2 separate regions of the Zea mays genome follow, and region 1 is linked to region 2. Evidence: chromatin contacts called from public Hi-C data. All regions are on one chromosome and are shown on one strand. The core of a region is the stretch at or near the end of the contact, and the rest is flanking DNA. Distances in the headings are between cores, read along the strand shown. Region 1 has its middle 29 kb from the start of LOC118476139. Region 2 has its middle 9.9 kb from the start of LOC100279895.

Region 1 (3,230 bases), core at 47-2,546, 180 kb after region 2:
ACGGCGTTTGCCGAGAGCAGGACTCTCGACACAGGAATACACTCGACGAAGGGCGGCTCTCGGCAAAGGGTCGTCAGCCGCCGTCTAAAGCTGACGGTTGTTACCTTTGTCGAGAGCCGAGTTCTGGCAGTCCGCAAAGAATTTTCTTTGCCGAGTGCCCCCCGTTTGACACTCGACAGAGCAAGCTTTGTCGAGTGCCCCTGTTGGACACTCGGCAAAGAAGCAGTGGTCTCAGAACTCAGCAAAGTCCTGCTCTCGGTAACGATGGCGTTTGCCGAGAGCAGGACTCTCGATACAGGAATACACTCGGTGAAGGGCGGCTCTCGACAAAGGGTCGTCAGCCGCCGTCTAAAGCTGACGGCCGTTACCTTTGCCGAGAACCGAGTTCTGGCACTCCGCAAAGAATTTTCTTCGCTGAGTGCCCCCCGTTTGACACTCGACAGAGCAAGCTTTGCCGAGTGCCCCCGTTGGACACTCGGCAAAGTATATTTTTATTTTTATTTTGCCAACCAAACTTTTTGCGGTATGTTTCTACACTATGTAGACCTACATGTACCATTTTATGACAATTATAAAAGTGTTTTCTATAACTATTAGATTTAGTTCGTTTATTTGAATTTCTTTGAAAAAATTCACATTTGAACTGCAAGTCACTTGAAACTTGGAAAATATGAATTATTCGAGGAAATACAATTAAACGAACAAAATCTAATATTTATAGCAAACACTTTTATAATTGTTCCAAAAATGGAACATGTAGGTCAACATAGTGTAGGAACAAACCACAAAAAGTTTGGTTGGAAAAAGAAAAAAATGAAAATAAACTTTGCCGAGTGTCAAATAAAGCACTCGCCCGGCCCAACACTCGGCAACGTACCATCTCTGTCGAGTGTCAGCGTCTTGCGCTCGGCAAAGGTAACGACCATCAGCTATAAACGGTTGCTGACGGTTCTTTGCCGAGCGTCACACTTCGCCGAGTGTTTAACATTCGGCAAATAAGTGTTTGCCAAGTGTCTGGCTATGCCAAGTATGCTAACCTCGGTAAAGGTAAAAGTTGCGGGTATTACCGGTATCGAGAGTCTTTATTTGCTGAGGGTGGCACTCGATAAAGCCGTCTTTGCCGAGTAACCGACAAAAAATAGTCGGCAAATAGTCGGATTCGGTTCATGCATCAACAGCGCTCGGACGCTCGGTGACTCAAGTCGACCAGCTGGCGCGAAGACACAGTGCGAGCACTACGTACGTACAGTTAGGAGAATATATCTGCCGCAGGATTAGCTGAGAGATGGGATTGTCATTGTCAACAGGTTGGTGTCGTGCAGTTATGATGCAAGCACGCACGTACGCACCAGTAGCAGCAGTACTCCATATGGTGCCGCCATGCATGTTGATCTCTGTGATTCGACCGACCCTCAAGTAGCTGCAAACCACACATCCAACAACTGCGGCCGCTATAAAGGCGCGACGACGACGTGACAAAGCCATGCGATCGACATGTGCATGCCACGCGCGCCGAGCAGCGGCCCGTTCTTCTCCTCTTCCAACGCAAGCACTGCCACCCCTTCAACTCGGCACACCCGAGCCAGTGCTTTGCATACTAATCTTCAATTTTCCACACATCAACCGTACGTGCTACGTAGGAGCCATGGTCGTTGCGGTTTCTTCACGACTTGAGCCGAGAGATCTAATTAAAATGAAGACGACGACAGCAAGGGCCCCATTGCACGGGGTGTGATGAGTGACCTCCATGGATCTACATACAAAGCATGTTGCTAGCTAGCAGCTACTTGCAAGTTATTGCAACAGCAACCTCTGCTTGAGAGCTCCAATCCATGTCTGAAACAACAACAACAATTAACCACTATATATATTATATATGGTCGCATTATTGCACCCGACCCATCAACTATTGCTGCATCTATAATCCTTGAGGTACTCTGTTAACCCAGTAGTCGCGTACTGTATTGCCATATATGCATCAGTTAAATACTCTCTCCGTTCATGAGCTTTTAACATACACTGTTCCTTGAATTAAAAGAAAAAACCATATGACCCTTTTTTTCCCGGTCCTTGGAGAGGTCCGATACGTTGCAGGAATTTCTTGGATGATATGGAATCTTGAGTCTGTCATATCAAAGCATAATGCGTGTTAATTTCTCCCGTACGTACGTGGTCTCCTGTCGAACCTAGGACCTGTATGACGATGATGATCAAATTATTGGATGAGTAGTAACCAGTAGATCGAGGAGGACAGCTTAAATTTGTTGTTTGAGTCTCTCTCTTGGAGCTATAGCCAGTCCAAATCGCCAGCTATCATCTGTTTGCGAATTCCGTTGGCAGTTGCATTGGTAGCTGAAACCTAAATGCTGGTGCTGGAACCTAGCTAGCTATTAAGACGCCTCCTTTGCCAGTAGTACGCAAACTACAATCAATCCCCTATGGGGAAAAAAAAAGCCAGAGAGAGAGCTGTGATTCACGAGTTAATGAAGAAATAGCCATAGCGAATATCTGAGCCAATCACACCACGCCTAAAGCTCTAGTGTTCGGTTGCGGAGCTAGTTAGCTGGGATGGAGCGGCTCCATTGCAAAGCAGCAGCGGCTCCATATATCCGAGATATTACCGTTTAAACATATTTTTCTTTTTTTAATTAAGCCACTCTATTCTATACAGAACCAATATAAATAATAAATTTAAAAGTATAGTTGCTCCGTCCTACGATACTCTATAACCAAACACTAGAGGTGGATGTGATTGAACAAGCCTCTCTATAAGTTGGAGAAACTAGTTTCACAAGTCGTGGCGCATGTTGTTTGCAATGATACAGTTAAGCGTCCTCAGATCAGTAGTAGTACTGGGACACAGAGGTATCTTTTCTTCTTTCTTTTTCGACATTATGCAGACGTGAGATTTTGAGAGACGAAGAGTGCTAGCTTTATCCTACAAAATCTGGTTCTACCGATTTTGTAAAATTTCACTCGCGGATGAGAATACGGGTATATAATTCTACCGACCGGCTAGCCGCGGACGCAACAACTCACTTGTTGATAGGGGTAGTGCTGCTCGCTGCCCAACGGTAGTGTTCAAACTACACGACAGACGACAGTGCCGCTGAAACTCCGAGGTAGTGCCACTCCATGAAAGGCGAAGTATCCTGTGCACATAAAGGTTTGGTGCACATAGCGCACATATAATATCTTAGTCTCTAATCTTCGATCAAACGGTTGCCTCT
Region 2 (3,120 bases), core at 114-2,613:
TAGCTAGGCAGGTAGCGTTGGAAGTTAATTTAACTTTCGACGGAATCACAAGAAGTTGCTGACTACGACACCGTGTTGCCACTCGTTTGGTCTACTCATCTTTTTTTTGTTGCTGGAAGTTTTGTGCTGCCAAAGTAACCACATTTCACAAGAATAGAGCTAGAAATAAAAGGAAATCTGGTGGTAGTTAGGTTTTCATATCGGCACTTGTGTTGGGAGTTGGGACATGTGCATGCAATCCCTATATCAAATATTAGCTGTGTTCATTTTGTTGCTCTTGGCGCCCGAGCTTTGCCGCAGCACCAATGGCGGAGGAGGAGAGAAGAAACGCAAGAAAGTGCAAGCAGTATGTCGCACGTGTTAATCAAGCTCCAATGTATAAAATGTATTAGTCGAACGAGGTTTTAAGCTAGCACGCACCTGGTGTCTAATGTATTGCACCTCACTTCCTCTCTCTCTCATCTTTTCACTCATCTTTGCACCTTCTTCTGTTAGCAAACACAATATATGCAGACGCCCTAATAAGCATGCATATTTCTGTGTTACATGTATATATGAACCATTTATTGTAGGTTAAGGTTGCTTTGAATTTTTAAAGTCAATTCTCTCCTGCTTGGAGCACTCCACCTTTACAACGACTCATTTGCCCCTTGGGATTGCACCTTCAGTTAACAGTTAGCGCGCACACTGGAGCTGCCTTATGCGTATTTCTGTGTTACATGTATAATTCTAGGTCTAGCAATGCAAGAGTGGTACATCGAGCGTCGTACGGAATCTGACGCTATCCACTGTACCGTGAGCTTGTGGCAGCAACATGCGGGCTCATGTGCATGGAAGAGAATTAAAAAATATATATAATATGACTGCGAAGGATTATGATATACGGCAAAGAACAAAATATTCATTTTAGGTTAGAAATTTAGAGTTGTATAGCCTTAATGGCGCTGCCCCTAGACCAATCCGCTATCTGCTATTTGTAATGCTGATTCCAACAATTTTATGTTTCTCTCACCCTGTCTGTACTTTGTATTCATTTTTAAATACCTCTCTCTTCAATTCCCCACCTATTTGTCCTCCTCTCTCCTACCACACATCAACTGCCCTTTATATCAGTTTGTAGGTTCCAAAATATGTATACAATATTTGTAATACTATAATACATATTGTTATCTAATAATTAAAATAAAAAATAATTAATTTCATACTTAATTTTATTGATTAGTGAAGGGGGGGGGGGGCGAGAGAAAAGAGATGGATCCGTTGGAGCATCCGAGGGGACGGACGACCGTACACGCAAGACCGGAGAGGGGAGAGCAGTACGTCGAGTGAAGCGATGGATGCAGTCTTGTAGGCTGTAGCGCATCAGTTGTTGGCAGCTGCACTGCACACACAAGTGGCATGGCCATGTGGGCAGAGCATCTACCGGTTGGTTCACTTCATCTGGCCGGGCCGATTGGTTCTTGCCTGGCAGTCGCAAGGAGGGTAGCGCCACTGTAGCACCATAAAATCCATCAACTAAAAATAATAAAATTAGTAAAATATGGTAATCATAATTTTACTTTTAAGTGTTTGTTTAGTTACATTTTCTTTGTATACGCTTGATTGATCGGATGATTGTTATTAACTTCCTTTTAAAAAGAAATCCTAGTAATTAAAATAATAATTGAGTAATATAGTAATTATTAGTCCAGAAAACAAGTATTTTATTTATAAATATTTTTGGTGAATTTTTATGATTTTTTGAGCTCTTTAAAATTGTATCTCGGAATTAGAAAAAAACTAAATCCTAACTAGCCGGCCCACTAGGGGCCCATGCCCCAACCCTAACCCTGTAGCCGCGCGTGCTCCCTGGCAGAAGGCAGCAGCCGTCGCCGCTCTCACTCCCTCTCTCCTCTGTCTTCTCTCTCTCTCCTCTCATCTCCCTCATCTCTCTGCTCTTTCTCTCACGCGCGCGTGCACAGGAGATCGAGCCAGCCGCTGCCGCGACACCGAGCCCGAGCGGCCGAGCGCCCGGCCCCACCCCGCGCGCGACCCCAGCTGCTCAGCGGCCGAGCCCGACTGCCGCTGCTCGCCGCGCGCGAGCGCCTGCATCCGCCGAGCCGCGCCCTCCAGCCGCGCGAGCGACCCGCCAAGACGTTGTCGAGCCCTACGCCATCCCAACGCCGACGTCGTGTTACTGCCTGCGCGCGTTACTTCCTCGTGTTATGGAGCTTTAATCCCTCCGTTTCTCCTCCCTCATTCCTCACACCATTGATGCCGAGACGAAACTGCAACGCCATCAATGGCCAGTGATGACGCTGATGCCCTCTTTCTCTCCCTGGCAGACTTTCTCTCCCTCCTGCTCCCTATAAAAGGCAGCAGAGACACTCTCCTTTCTCCGGCCTACCCAAGCTCATTCCATCTCTCTAGCTCGCCAATACACTGCTCGACGTTGCCGTTCGTTGTCGTTCGTCGCCGGAGCCCGTGGAGTTCGCCGGAGTGTGCCGTTAGTCGCCGGAGTTCGCCGGAGCCACGTATTCGCCGTCCGTAGTCGAGCCCCTGCTTTTCTTCATCCGGCCGAACCTCGTCGATCCATCCCCGTCACACGCGCGAACCTAAGGTTGAAGACGACCCAAATTTATTTTGTATATTTTATAAAAGTACTTTTTGGTTTGATTCATGAGTTGTATATTTTATTTGTTGTAATATGAACACGTGTGATGCACAATTTATGTGTATATGCGTTATGGAATTGTTTGGTAGATTCATGCGATTATTAGCACCGTGTTATGTCATGTTAGTCGTGGCGTTGAATTTTGGATTAGAGAAATATGACAACATTTAGTAGTCACACGTTGACGATAAAAATGCTAGATAGGAATTTTTGTAGTTAAATTTGGTCACGATAAATTTTAGAAACTATTTGGAGAATTATAGGTGCATTTTAAATGGATTTGGAAAATGGTATAGATGTCATATGAATAATATAGGATTTTTAGATGATTTATCTAATTATTTTATTAGCATTTTCTTTTTAGAAAGAAAAGAGAAAATATCACTAGTAGTGTGGTAAATAGATTTTTGCTAGTTAAATAATCTTGTTCGCAAATTGAGCACTTAGATTTTTAGAGTAAGCAAAAT

The links. A called contact is a pair of places that touch in the nucleus more often than the background predicts.
Region 1: a Hi-C map of ear shows a contact between it and region 2, with 4 times the contacts expected there. The contact joins two enhancer-like sites. A contact is called at or near these places in 4 of 25 Hi-C or Micro-C datasets (ear, leaf and tassel).

The regions. Positions count from the first base shown.
Region 1 is chr1:238,536,940-238,540,169 of Zm-B73-REFERENCE-NAM-5.0, forward strand. No RefSeq gene overlaps it. Among protein-coding and RNA genes, the nearest start is that of LOC118476139, 29 kb to the left of the region's middle. Within about 2 kb of position 1,297, at least 12 of the 20 cell types and tissues checked have an H3K27ac peak or open chromatin away from gene starts, as enhancers often do. A contact at or near this core is called in ear, leaf and tassel, where this site is marked.
Region 2 is chr1:238,354,683-238,357,802 of Zm-B73-REFERENCE-NAM-5.0, forward strand. No RefSeq gene overlaps it. Among protein-coding and RNA genes, the nearest start is that of LOC100279895, 9.9 kb to the left of the region's middle. Within about 2 kb of position 1,364, at least 14 of the 20 cell types and tissues checked have an H3K27ac peak or open chromatin away from gene starts, as enhancers often do. A contact at or near this core is called in ear, leaf and tassel, where this site is marked.